2 separate regions of the Zea mays genome follow, and region 2 is linked to region 1. The links are chromatin contacts, called in public Hi-C maps. All regions are on one chromosome and are shown on one strand. The core of a region is the stretch at or near the end of the contact, and the rest is flanking DNA. Distances in the headings are between cores, read along the strand shown. Region 1 holds the start of LOC100191614 (pyruvate kinase). Region 2 holds the start of LOC100304397.

Region 1 (6,449 bases), core at 2,120-4,619:
GGAACAACCAGACCGGCCAAGGCATCACGAAAAGCATTAAGACCTCGGAGGAGTCAAACCACTCCTCCGAGGCCTCGGGGGCTACACCCGGAGGGTGCGCTCGCGCGCACCCACCGGAACAAACTATAACCGAGAAAGGTTGGTCCCCTTGCAAAAAAGTGCAACAAAGCCTCCAAGCGAGTACCAACACTCCCTTTGAGGCTTGGGGGCTACTGTCGGGTACCATAATTAGGGGTACCCCAACACTCCTAAACTCGGCTGGTAATCACCATCAGCACAAACTGCAGAGACTGATGGGCGTAATTCAGGTTAAGGCTTCGTCTACTCAAGGGACGCAATCTCGCCTCGCCCGAGCCCGGCCTCGGGCGAGAACAGTATTCCCAGGCGAATTCACGCCTCGCCCGAGGGCCTCCTCAGCAACGGGCGCACCCTCGAATCGCCCGAAGCCCAGCTCGGACAGGCTTCATTGTGAAGCAACCTTGGCCAAATCACCTCACCAACCGACCGTATCGCAGGCGCATTCAATGCAAGGATCGCCTGACACCTTATCCTGACACGCGTGCCTCAGTCGGTAAGGTCGAAGTGACCGCAGTCACTTCGCCCTCCCACTGACTGATCTGACAGGAAAACAGCGCCACTCGCCCCTCTCTGACCGCTGTGCCACCCGCCAGGGTGAGGCTGACAGCAGCTGAGTCCAGCCTTAGGCGCCACAGGAAGCTCCGCCTCACCCGACCTTGGGCCTCGGCCTCAGGAGAAGTCTCCGCCTCGCCCGACCCCAGGTCTCGGCCCCCGCCTCGGCCTCGGAAGGTGGACTCCGCCTCGCCCGACCCCGGGGCTCGGCCTCGACCTCGACCTTGGAAGGTGGTCTCCGCCTTGCCCGACCCCAGGGCCCGGCCTCAATCTTGACCTCGGGCGGAATCGCGTCCTCGCCCGACCCCGGCCTCGGCCTCAGGAGGAGTCTCCGCCTCGCCCGACCTTGGGCTCGGACCGACCACGCCGCAGGGGGTACATCATTACCCTACCCCTAGCTAGCTCAGGCTACGGGGGAACAAGACCGACGTCCCATCTAGGCTCGCCCCGGTAACAAGTAATGATGGCTCCCCGCGTGCGTCCATGACGACGGTGGCTCTCAGCCCCTTGCGGAAGCAAGGAGACGTCAGCAAGGTCCCGACAGCCCCGACAGCTGTGCTTCTATAGGGCTCAAACGCTCCTCCGACGGCCACGACATCGCGTACACAGGACTCTAGCACCTCTCCGACAGCCACGTTGGCATGTACATAGGGCTCTGTAGGGGTGGGCAATCGGTTTTTTCGGTATATTCGGTTCGGTTTTTCGGGTGTTAGAAAACTTCGGTTTTGAGAAACAGAGAACCGATTGGTGTTTAGCCAAACAAAAAACCGACGTCTTCGGTTTTCGGTGTTCCGGTTCGGTGTTCGGTTTATACTGAAATTCACCAAACTTCAGTGCACCAATGTCCTAGCATCCTAAATTCCCACCAGCGCTATGCTTGGCTGCTCACCACCGTGGCCCATGCGTGCTGTCCACTAACTTGACGTGCGTGGGAAGGTTGATGGGCCAAGTTGGGCCATGGGCTGATTCATCAAATAATTTCAAATTGGAGCAAAACAACCAGCCAACCGCACAATCGCAGTAGTCCTTCGGTTGTTCGGGTGTTCGGTTCTTGCAAGCTGGAAACCGACACTGCCACTGAAAACCGATCTGCACACAAACAATAACCGACACCGAACCGATCAACCGAAAAAACCGAAATTTCGGTTCGGTTCGGCTCGGTTCGGTTCGGTGTTCGGTTTACGGTTTAAAAGTGCCCAGCCCTAGGGCTCTGGATCCTCTCTGCCGGACACGTTAGCATATTTCTACACCCCCATTGTACACCTGGACCCTCTCCTTGTATCTATAAAAGGAAGGGCCAGGGCCCTCATACAGGAGGGTGGTCGCGCGAGACTCCCTCTCTCCCTCGCGAACGCTTGTAACCCCTACTGCAAGCGCACCCACTCTGGCGCACGATAACACGAGCCGAGGTTTTTCCCCCCTTCGTGTCCCGTCTCGCGCCAATCCATCTGGGCTGGGGCACGCAGCGACAATTTTACTCGTCGGTCCAGGGACCCCCGGGGTCGAAACGCTGACAGTAGTATTTTCCTTTTTTTCCTTTCTATGTTATTTCCAATTTCTAAATTGCATATTAGGTTAAATCTCAACCTCATCATCAATATATTATTATTGTTGTTGTTATTGTTGTTGTTGAATGCACAAACAAATAAACTTCAACATGATGCATGGATTATTTATGTTTTATTAGAGAATTGTTCACTTTTTTCATGTGTTCTAATGAGTAGAGCAATACATATAAGAAGATTAACTCTTTTCTTATTATTCACCAGTTGGGTGTTACAGATCCGGAGGAGGACGAGCCGATACACGGAGACGGGAGTGGACGATACAAGGTAAGACGGGGGTGCTATATCCGCAGTGGGCGAAGCGACGGCTCAATCCGGAGGAAGCGAGGCGAGACTGGGGTGCTACAACGGGGTGGGTGAAGCGTGAAGGCGACTATTGGATCCAAGGAGAACGAGACGAGACAGGGAGCGGACGAGACGAGGCGAGAGTTTCACGAGACGGGGATTGTGTGCCCGGCTTTCGAACGTGTGTTTTTCCTGTCCGTGGAAACCGTTCAAAACCGAGGATACGCTTCCCTTTCAATGGACTTCCAAACGCTGATGCAGCCACATGAGTTTGTGTTACACGTGGCATGGATGAGCTGGGTTTTGGGTTTTGGCTAGTAAAGGTTCATCCGCCTTTATTTCTCGTCTCTCTTGGTACTTACAACGCCAAAAAAGAGAACGGGGAGCAGTTTTTTTATCTTTCTCACATTTTTATTGTTGATATAAATGCTCTAAATGGACGATCTAGGACGATGTTGTTAGCCAATAAAAGTACATAAACATGTTTTGGAACCCGGAGATGAACAAGCGACTTGTATCATTCATGGGCAGGACGTGTGACGTGTCCTGTCTCAAGCATCCCGTCCCATCCGGGACACCGGCTCAGTTCCAGACTTCCAGTCCCCCGGCTGCTTTGCGGTCCCGCAGCTAGTTGGGCTCTGGGCCTGGGCCTAGATCGGACCCAGCAACATGTGGCCGGAGGCAGCAGAAAACCGGCGGCGGCCGCCGTTCCCGGGACCCATCGGCGTCGGCGTGTCTCCATTTCCCGCAGCAGGGCCCATTGGAAGTTTGGAATTGGAAACCCAAAAAGCATAGGCGGGGGGTGGCAGGGGAAGCACGGAGCAAGAGATTCGTTTGCTGCCATTATTAACCGAGCCGAGCCGAGAGAGGTCAAGCAACGGACCCCCATTCGCATCTGCCTCCTTTTCCTTGGAGCCGAAGAAGAGGGAAAGGAAGGGAGGACAGCCGCCGCCGCCGCCGCCGCCGCCACCGTCAGGATGCATTCCACGAACCTCCTGCTCGAGGAGCCCATCCGGATGGCCTCCATCCTCGAGCCCTCCAAGCCCGTAAGCCTTCCGCCGTGCCGCCCGCCCGTCGTCATGTTCAGATTCGTTTCGTCGCTGATTCGTGCGGGATCGGTCGCGGAACCCCTACCTCGACTGAGACCTGACTAACTTTTGCTTTTTTCGGTTCGGTGCCGGGCGGATCCCTGCCTGGATCAGAGCTACTTCCCGGCGATGACCAAGATCGTCGGCACTCTCGGCCCCAAGTCGCGCTCCGTCGACACGATCTCCGCCTGCCTCAAGGCCGGCATGTCCGGTAACTGTTCACTCTCCGTCTCTCTCTCTCTCTCTCTCTCTCTCTCTCTCTCAATGCCGTCTGGAGCTTGCAGTCTGGCACTGGAACTGATTTGTTGGCTGGTTGGTTTGGTTTTTCCTCCTCCGACTGCAGTCGCCCGGTTCGATTTCTCGTGGGGGGACGCCGCGTACCACCAGGAGACGCTGGAGAACCTCAAGCTCTCCATCAAGTCCACCAAGAAGCTCTGCGCTGTAAGTTCACCTTGCTCTCGCCTTGTCTGGCGCCTCGGCTCTGAACGAACGAACGAATGTGCGCCACGGAGCTGACAATTGCAAGCATCCCACTCTGCGTACCAGGTCATGCTCGACACCGTGGGCCCGGAGCTGCAGGTGGTGAACAAGAGCGAGACCCCGATCTCCCTCGAGGAGAATGGCACGGTCGTTCTCACCCCTCACCGGGGCCAAGACGCCTCCTCCAGCTTGCTGCCCATCAACTTCTCTGGACTCGCCAAGGTTAGCACGTGCCCATGCCGTTCTACTAAGATCTAATATCCGATGCTGTATTTACTTCTACCGAGTACGAGATCAGCGGCAACTGCTAGTTGATCATGCCCTGACTACCAAGTTTAGATTTTTTTTGGGTTAGTTTTATGCACTATGCCGCTGCGATGCCATTCTATTAGTCTAGTCTTGTTTCCACATCACATAGTGGACAAACTTTTTAAAAAAGAATTGTTCCTTGCAGGCGGTGACACCAGGGGCAACAATATTCGTGGGACAATACTTGTTCACTGGCAGTGAGACCACCTCAGTTTGGTTGGAGGTAAAAGGCCTTCTAGCATGCTGTACCTTTAGAAAGTAGGTTTTCGTTTGTTCTCAGCATTTGCTTAAAAAAGGAACTCTCCTATCGTACTGATGTAGGTTTCTGAAGTGAAAGGAGATGATGTGGTGTGTATAATCAAGAACACAGCCACCTTGGCTGGGTCACTGTTCACGCTGCATTGCTCCCAGATTCACATTGACTTGCCCACCCTGTCTGATGAGGATAAGGATGTAAGGAACTACTCTCGAAATTGTGATTTATATATCCTTGTGTAATTGTTGCTTTGAAATCGTCTCCTTCCTATCAGAATTTCACCTTTGGTAACCTGAAAATTTGGTGGCGGAACTAGATTTGTTGTAAAGCTGCAGCCTTGTCCTTTAGCCACCCTAAGACTTACATGCATGAGTTGCTTTCAGGTCATTAGAAAATGGGGTACTCCCAATAAGATTGACTTCCTTTCTCTGTCCTACACAAGACATGCAGAGGATGTGCGCCAGGTAAACAACTTGCATTGTGGATGTATTTTGAGTTATTCTGTTTGTCCTCTCTGATTGCTGTGCTTCTAAGCAGTACCTCTATCACTACAACGAAAATGCGTCATTGCTATATTTGATACACTATCTACTGTTTGTTTGGGGTACAACACTTACGAAGAATGTTGTCAACAGTGCTAATATTTGCTTCTTGCGACACAGGCACGGGAATTCCTGTCAAAATTGGGCGATCTAAGCCAGACTCTGATTTTTGCCAAAATTGAGAATGTCGAGGTATTTTCATGTAAATCCTCTTACATCATTAGCCAGCTATCATTTGTTTGCCCTTCAAATATACATACACTCCTTATTTCTTTGCAGGGCTTGAACCAATTTGATGAAATACTGGCTGAGGCAGATGGTATCATTTTATCAAGAGGGAACCTGGGAATTGATCTTCCACCTGAGAAGGTTGGTTGTTACATATACTAATAATTTAGCAGTGGACTAGTTGAGAATACGGGCTTAAGCCTCAGTAGCTTTGTGGCCACACATTACACCCCCTCACATCTGGGTTCCATCAGATCTAGCATACTATGTGGATTTGAAGTGGGTCAGCGTGTCATATTATGTTTTCTTAATTTTTTGTTAGCATGGTCTTATACTCAAGATATTTTGACTCTATTATCAGAATTGAGTTTCATACCTGCCAGTTTTCTGAAAATCCTAAGGCATTGAGGAATGATAGACAACACACATGAACCTTAAATTTACTTCTAGTTTAGCATTTTCTGTCTCGTTCATGGATGCGATAATTTTTCATATTTCATTAGTTTACTTAGACATTGATCTTTATCACTCCAACTCCATGTTGCAGGTCTTTTTGTTTCAAAAATCTGCTCTTCACAAGTGCAACATGGCTGGAAAGCCTGCTGTTGTCACTCGTGTTGTGGACAGTATGACTGACAACCTCAGGCCTACTCGAGCGGAGGCAACTGATGTGGCAAATGCAGTACTTGATGGTAAGTTGTCAACGATTTCTGTTGTTTTTTCAAAAATCTTGGTTATACTTGGGCTCTTTTAGCCTGATATGCAGCTGGTCATTAGTGCACTAAAAAACGGAAGTTCAATCATGACTCACGATTGATTTTGATTGCAGGGAGTGATGCCATTCTCCTTGGTGCTGAGACTCTCCGAGGTTTATATCCAGTTGAGACTATTTCGACAGTGGGCAGAATTTGTGCTGAGGTGAAATTTCTGTTATGTTTTCTAGATAGGGTTGCATTTTCAACAATTATTGCTATTTTACGCGAATTTGGTGTCTTTTTTTGGGCGCTGCATCTGACTTGCCGTCATTGATTTAATTATACATGTTTGTCAATTGTCTTACAGGCTG
Region 2 (7,360 bases), core at 4,050-6,549, 630 kb before region 1:
TTGCTTTCCCTTACTCTAAGTTCTCTTGCACTATTCTTTGCTCATATCATTTGGTGTTGCTTCAAGTTAAAATCTCATTTAAGTGAAGCAACACTCCGCAAGAAAAGAACTTGAGTTAGTGCTCTTTTTCATCTAAGCTTTCTTGCTTTGTTATCATAGAATTATTAGTTGTATTGATTTATCACTTCCGCTTTATTTGAAAGCTATACTCTTTACCAGCAAGAACTTAGTTTTTATACTCCGATAATTGTTCATCTTGTTCTAACCACTAATCAAAGGATCTAGTTGGGGGATAAAGTTTTAATTTTCAGGTTTCGCCTATCCACCCCCCCCTCTAGGCGACTTTCAGATACCAATTGAGAGCACCTAGAGGGGGGGTGAATAGGTGATCCTGTGAAACTTAAAAATTTAAGCCACAAAACTTGGTTAAACGTTAGCACAGTTAATGCCAAGTGGCTAGAGAGAAGATCTTGCACAATATGATAACCACAAAGAGTTCAACACAGAGAAGACACAGTGGTTTATCCCGTGGTTCGGCCAAGTACAAAACTTGCCTACTCCACGTTGTGGCGTCCCAACGGACGAGAGTTGCACTCAACTCCTCTCAAGTGATCCAATGATCAACTTGAATACCACAGTGTTATGCTTTTCTTTTCTTATCCTGTTCGCGAGGAATCTCCACAACTTGGAGCCTCTCGCCCTTACACTTTTGATGTTCACAAAGAATCACGAAGTAAGGAAGGGAAGCAACACACACAAATCCACAACAAAATGCGCACACACACGGCCAAGAATCGAGCTCAAAAGACTATCTCAAAGTTCTCACTAGAACGGGGCTCGAATCACTGAGAATGACAAACGAATGCGCAAAGACTGAGTGTGGATGATCAAGAATGCTCTAAGGTTGCTTTATTTACTCCTCCATGCGCCTAGGGGTCCCTTTTATAGCCCCAAGGCAGCTAGGAGCCGTTGAGAGCAAATTTGGAAGGTCATCCTTGCCTTCTGTCGTCTGGCGCACCGGACAGTCCGGTGCCAGATTTCTTTCCTTAAATGGCGAAGCCGACCGTTGGCAGACTTGGAGCCGTTGGCGCACCGGACATGTCCGGTGCACACCGGACAGTCCGGTGCCCCCTTCCGACCGTTGGCCCGGCCACGTGTCGCGCGCAGATTCCGCGGCCGACCGTTGGCCCGGCCGACCGTTGGCTCACCGGACAGTCCGGTGCACACCGGACAGTCCGGTGAATTTTATCCGTACGCCGTCGGCGAATTCCCGAGAGCGGCCACTTCGCTCGAGGCAGCCTGGCGCACCGGACACTGTCCGGTGCACCACCGGACAGTCCGGTGCCCCAGACCGAAACAGCCTTTTGGCTGTACACAGCCAACTCTTCTCTTTTCCTCTTCTTTCTGTTTCTAATACTTAGACAAGTATATTAGTACACAAAACCAATGTACTAAGACTTAGAAACATACCTTTGCTCTTGTTTTGCACTTTGTCCATCCATAATCATGAATTCACATTTAAGCACTTGTGTTGGCACTCAATCACCAAAATACTTAGAAATGGCCCAAGGGCACATTTCCCTCTCATCGTGCCATCTCATCCGCGTAGCAAATGGATCCACCTGAGTACCTGACCACATCTTGCATGCCGTAGTAGCAGGTAGTCAAATATGATCATGCAAAAGGAGTGGGAGCGTGCATCACTTGCATGACGTTGGATCAAGAAGGGGCAGGGCCCGGTCAACAAGAATATGAGTCCTCCTTGCATGCACGCATGCAACAGGCGCTCGACCATCACCTCGTTCTCATGCAGCCCCATAAGAATAGGATTGAATTGGTCTTCATCTCCTCGTGCACCCGCATAAGAATAGGACCGAACTGGTCTTCATCTGGCACGACTGTCAGTGCGGGTGCGGCTCCCAGCGCAGCCTGACCCCGGCGCGACTGCAGGCGCGGGCACTGCTCCTGGCGCGACTGCTAGCACGGCACGACTGTCGGCATGGCCTGCACCGGCACGACTGCCAGGGCCGCGTGACTGCTGGCGTGGGTGTGGCTCCTGGCGCGACCTCGGGCCTCAGCTCAGGCGCATGGCCTTCGGCGCGGCGTGAGCATCTCTGATGTGCGGGCGAGCGGTGCAGCTCTGGCGCGCGGTCGCGACACCAAGGCGGGCACAAACTCTGGTGCTCTGGCGAGATCGAGTGGAGCCCCACCGGATATGGTGGAGCGATTACGAGATTCCACCAACATTAGATCTAAAAAAATTATACCGTTCAATTACGTAGAGGAGAAACCTTAGCTGTCGCGTAGGACAGTCCGGCTAGACCGAGGGACCTGTCGGCTTGATGGAGAGTTGGTGCAGATCTGATTCAGCAGCAACGTCGAGGTAGAGCGTGCTGATAACGTGTTGAGAACTACATTACCACAGATCACCAGATCCGCTCCCTTCCCTCCCGTCAGCAGTAGAGACGCAAGAATCTATAGAGGACTCGTCTCCCTTCTCATAAGCACGATAGAGAAAACACACGAGACATAGGATATAGGGTTGGGTCTCTGACATCTTTCTCTTCTCTCTATTATAAAGGGGTGTACATGTTTCTTATATAGAGATGTAAGACCACTAATGAGCAAAGCAGATATTTGCCTATATAACCCTAACTAGGGTTGCTCCATCTGAGGCCCTACGTGTTTGGTAGTAGAATCCACGTCACGTGGCTGATCTGTCGACACAGTGACACACTCACACACGCACGGCAGGGCCCAGGGCTGCTGCTGCGTTTGCTGCCAGGCAGGCATCGTCGCACTCGCATCATGGTCGGCCCTCGCCCGGCCGGTCCGGTCCGTCCGTCACTCCAGGGAGGGAGGCCCAGCGCAACGATGTAGGCCGGATCAATTCGGCTCGAGACCTAATTTGATCGACCAATTCGGCCCGTAGAGCAGTATGGACGATGGTTGAACGCATTTGTATAGCAAAAACAACGTCAATTATTGAAAAGGGGATGTAGCTCAGAATCTCAGATGGTAGAGCGCTCGCTTAGCATGCGAGAGGCACGGGGATCGATACCCCGCATCTCCATGGTTCATCCATCTCATTTTTTATTTTTGGTTTTTAATCGTCCATGGTGTGGGTGTGGCGGCCATCACAGCATGTGATTCGTGCCACAATCGCAATCCTGACCATCCTAAATAGATGGCGATTTTTTTGTTGTTTCCTGATTCGACGGTGGCCATATCGTACGTATCCTTGGCAAATCATCAGTATCCACGAAATTCAGGAGCGATCGCGTGCAAATGTCATGGGCGACGATGACATGGATTCTTGCAGCGATAGATAGACACGCCACCCCAGGCCAGCCACTGAGATTAGCTGCTTCTGCTGCTGCTTTGTAGAGCTGGAATAGAGACCCAAAATCAAGAAGATGGATGCGTCGCCTTCAGTTTCCTGGTGCAGCAACATGGCTGCCTGGCTGCTCAGGTGACAGCGCCACCAGTCTCTCTTTGTTCCTACGGCCAGTACGTTTGGCGTGGAGCATGCACTAGATACAACTCCGGGGAAGAAGACAGAGCACGAAGCGCGCAGCAGAATCTGGGGAGGAGGAGAGAAGCAGCAGTAGCCTGCACTCCTCGTCCTCCTCCTCCGACTTGTTTTTTCTTTTCTTTTCTTTTCTTTCTGGTCTTGTCTTGTCTTGCATGAGTGACGGGGGCAGCAAGTGCGTTTGTATGACAGAGACACACACAGTCATGTGGCCATAATTTATTACAGGGACATCCACTGTGTCCCCCTGCAGAAATTACATGATCAAATGACAACAACATGCTGGAACCAAAATGGCCCTTGATTATGACAGGCTGCAACCATCAATAGACAAAATAGTGAAGAGCAACAAGATACAGTCGGATACGGAGCATCAATTTCTCTAGGTGTACTCGAAAGCAAGCAGTTAGTGCTTGATCAAGACCTAAACAGCACAAACCAATCTCTCCTCTTTTTTGTTGTATACCATAAACCACATGAAGAAATCCATGGTGTCGTCCCAAACATCTAAATTGTCAACGCAAACCGTTGCCCTGTTGGATTCGAATTTGGATTGCTAAACACCAGGCACCAGATCCCCAGGTCAAAAGGCAGAGGAAAAACATGAAGCAGCAGGCACTGGCAGCAGAGCATCTGCTCAACTTCATCGACAATCAGGGGGCTGCAAAGTGCAAACGAACTTATCCATGGCATCCACCACCACCACCAAGCACCAAGGCCAAAAAAAAGATCAAGGCGGCGTCCTGAAGGCCTGCACGAGGAGCGCGAACCCGGGCGCCCTGGCCTCCTCCTCGAGCCAGAGCCTGCTCTCGAGCGCGCTCCTGGTGCGGAGCATCACGACGGCGCAGCCCGGCGGGTCGCGGCGGAACCACCAGCCGTGCAGGTCCCAGAGCACGTCGACGGGCGCGCCGTCCACGAACACCGTCTGGTTGCCCCGGAAGTTCCAGCGCAGGCGGCGCGCGTGCACGGCGCGCTTGCCGTCCACGCTGACCCACAGCTCGTCCTCCTCCCCGGGCCGGCCGCCCAGCCCGCGGCAGCAGCCCACGGCCACCTCGTGCTCCGGCGCGCCCTCCGCGAACCGCACCCGCGCCGTGTGCGCCGCGGCGCCCGGACCCGCCGCCGCGACGACGACCACGCGGGACACGGCCAGGATGGAGCGCGCCCGCGGGATCTGGCCCTCCAGCTTCGCCTTCACGAACCCCGCCGCCAGGTCGCCCACGGCCAGCACCACCTCGGCGCTGGCCACGGCCACCACGTAGAACCCGGAGACCGGCTCCGGGGACGACGAGCCCGCCCCGTCGTACCTGGCGCCTGTGAGGTCCCAGAAGATCGCGAGCGGCGGGGCGTGTGCGGAGGATGAGGAGGAGGAGGGGAGGCAGTAGGTGCCCCTGCGGCGCCGGAGGAGGACGGCGGGCGACGACGCCGTGGGCCCCGCGAAGGAGAGCGTCGGCTGCCCGCGCGGGGAGTGCGACCAGGTGAGGCGCAGGAGGAGCGGCGGCGACGACGCGACCTGCGGCGTGGCGCGGTAGGAGACGGCGACGGAGAGCGTGGACGGCGGCGACGGCGAGGAGGAGGAGACCGTGAACGTGGACGCCGGGGTGGTGCAGGCGACGCGGACGGCGCCGTCGGAGACGCAGGAGGCCAGGTCCCGCACCGACGACGGGAGCAGCAGGCTCGACGCGCTCACCATTCCTCCGATCTACGCGCGCAAAGCCGTGAAGGGGAGGGGGCGGAGACGGCGTGGGAGTCTGTTCTGTGGGAGAAGAGATGTGGGCTGGTGCCTGGTGGGGACTGGACTGCGGGCGTTATGGATGGGCGACCGGCCTCAGGTGGTGGGCCGGGGGCGCGGGCGGCGACGTGGCAAGGCGACCCGACGGCGAGGGTGGCTGGCGGGCGGCACCGCACGGCGCACGCGCTGCACTGAAGCCCCGCAGGCGCAGCAGAACAGAGCACGAGACAGCCGACTGGTAACTGCCGGAGCGGGGGGCCGGTAGTCCTGTAAGTTTGGGCCGTGCCTGTTGGGCCAGCACGAGCCCGGCACGAAATTAATGGCACGAAGCCCGGTCCGGCACGACCAAAAAATACTCGGGCCAGCACGGCACGTTACGCGGGCTGGGCCGTGCTCCAGTTTTCGGCCCGACGGCCCAAGTAGCCCGGCACGCCATAGTGGGCCGTGCTCGGGCCAGCCCGGCACGATTTAGGGTTAGGTGGCCGCTGCCCTCTTTATTACCTTGGCTTCGGATGGCGGCGGCGGCTTGACCGTGTCCTGAACGAACGTACACAGCACGTACGGCCGTATGGCTCAGGAACAGAGCAGCAGCGGAGGAAGATCTTGCTGCCGTCGTGGTAGCGGCGGAGGAGCCGGCGAGCAGCGTGGAATGCACGACCGGAGGGCGAGGCGGCGGTAGGCGTCATCACTGAGCACGAGCTGGAGCCAGCGCTGGAGGCCGAAGGACTCCTTGCGCTGCGAGCGGCGGAACTCTTGGAAGCTGGAATGACCACGCGACGGCGAGGAGGTCCTCCACCAGGGCCTCGTCCGACAGCTGTTCGGTTGATGTGATAGATGGTGTGCGTTGAATCCTCCAGAGAAGAGAATGGCAAACAAACGGGAGGAATAGCGATGGAGGAAGAAGGCTTTTCGTGGGCTGACGTGAATTCCAGGGGAGGGGCTCCTCGGTTCCTCCGTCCGTAGCTGCAGCCACGCTCGGTTTCTCCGTCCACGGCTCTTCGGTTCCACGTAGTGCTGCAAGTTGCGGGCCGGGCCTGGGCCAGCACGGCCCGATGCAAGCCCGTCGTGCTTTAGGGCCGTGCTGGGCCTACGTTTTAAAAGGTGAGCACGTTTTAGCCCGGCCCGAAAGAAATTCGTGCTAGCACGGCACGAAAGATTTAAGCCCGAAGCACGATGGGCCCGTGCCGGGTCGGCCCGGCCCGGCCCAACTTGCAGGACTGGGCCGGCCGAGGAGGAGCCGGGCTGCCGGAGGATGCTTCGGCTTTAAGGCTAGCGGAGGCCGTGGTAGCCGTCGGATCACGGACGGGGACACACCCACCGTCCGTTCCGCTCCGCCGTCCCGCACGCTTTAAAGGCCGTTGCTCCGATGTCGCGGGCGTGCAGTGCAGTGCGGCTCTGTCATTCATTCGTTCCACGCGAACTCTAAACTCTATGAATAAAGGGCCTGTTTTGGTTCAGCTTTTTCGAAAATCTAGTTGTGGAGAGAATTTAACTGTACAGAGAATCTAAGTATCATTATAATTATATGCGAAGGAAGATAAAGTTGTCCATAGGGCTTAGGATCTATAAAGTGATGGATTACTACTGTTGCGACGACTCAACTCATTATATGTTTATGTTGATTTTGAATGTTTTTTACCGAAACGAATTTTATATAAACTAGCTGAAAAGCTGAGTGTTTGGCAGTCCGCAGCAGCTTTTGGTGGCCAGAAGCTGCGAAAATCCGAAACAAACAGGCACAAAGCGTGTCGGAGTCTAAGATTTCAAGTATTTCTTTCTATTAAGCCGATGCGGCTTCCTCCACGTACGCACGGTCCACGTTAGCTGAAAAACCTGAGCCGCACGTCTACACGCCGTTTAGCATCGTCGTCGTACGCGTGGCTGCCGGTAGCTTCTTTTGCTTTACCTGCGCACGTGCCTTGCTCTACCACTACCGTTCTAGCTTCCTCTGGTCAATAAAAAAAAAGGAAAACACGCCGGCACCGCCTAGAAGGCTCTCGGTCTGCTTGCTCCTTCTTACCACAACGACCACGCTGCTAGCGCCGACAGCGACGCCGCCGCTGCCTCAACGTGCGTCCAGCCCCCGCCGCCGTCGTTTC

Evidence for each region. Hi-C and Micro-C count contacts between places; a contact is called where the count stands out from the background.
Region 2: a contact with region 1 is called in a Hi-C map of endosperm, with 4 times the contacts expected there. The contact joins the promoter of LOC100304397 here to the promoter of LOC100191614 in region 1. A contact is called at or near these places in 2 of 25 Hi-C or Micro-C datasets (ear and endosperm).

The regions. Positions count from the first base shown.
Region 1 is chr4:193,273,085-193,279,533 of Zm-B73-REFERENCE-NAM-5.0, reverse strand. LOC100191614 (pyruvate kinase) reads left to right here and starts at 3,369. Exons shown (of 16, transcript NM_001137043.1): 1 at 3,369-3,526; 2 at 3,683-3,779; 3 at 3,912-4,009; 4 at 4,115-4,270; 5 at 4,503-4,580; 6 at 4,679-4,810; 7 at 4,997-5,077; 8 at 5,276-5,347; 9 at 5,435-5,524; 10 at 5,931-6,075; 11 at 6,213-6,301; 12 at 6,446-6,449. The coding sequence starts at 3,458.
Region 2 is chr4:193,900,737-193,908,096 of Zm-B73-REFERENCE-NAM-5.0, reverse strand. It overlaps LOC100304397, which reads right to left and starts at 5,299. Exons shown (of 1, transcript NM_001165833.1): 1 at 3,716-5,299. The coding sequence starts at 5,222. The coding sequence ends at 4,263. TRNAA-AGC (transfer RNA alanine (anticodon AGC)) reads left to right here and starts at 2,993; the gene lies at 2,993-3,073. It overlaps LOC103654341 (a long non-coding RNA gene), which reads left to right and starts at 7,235. Exons shown (of 6, transcript XR_002269256.3): 1 at 7,235-7,360.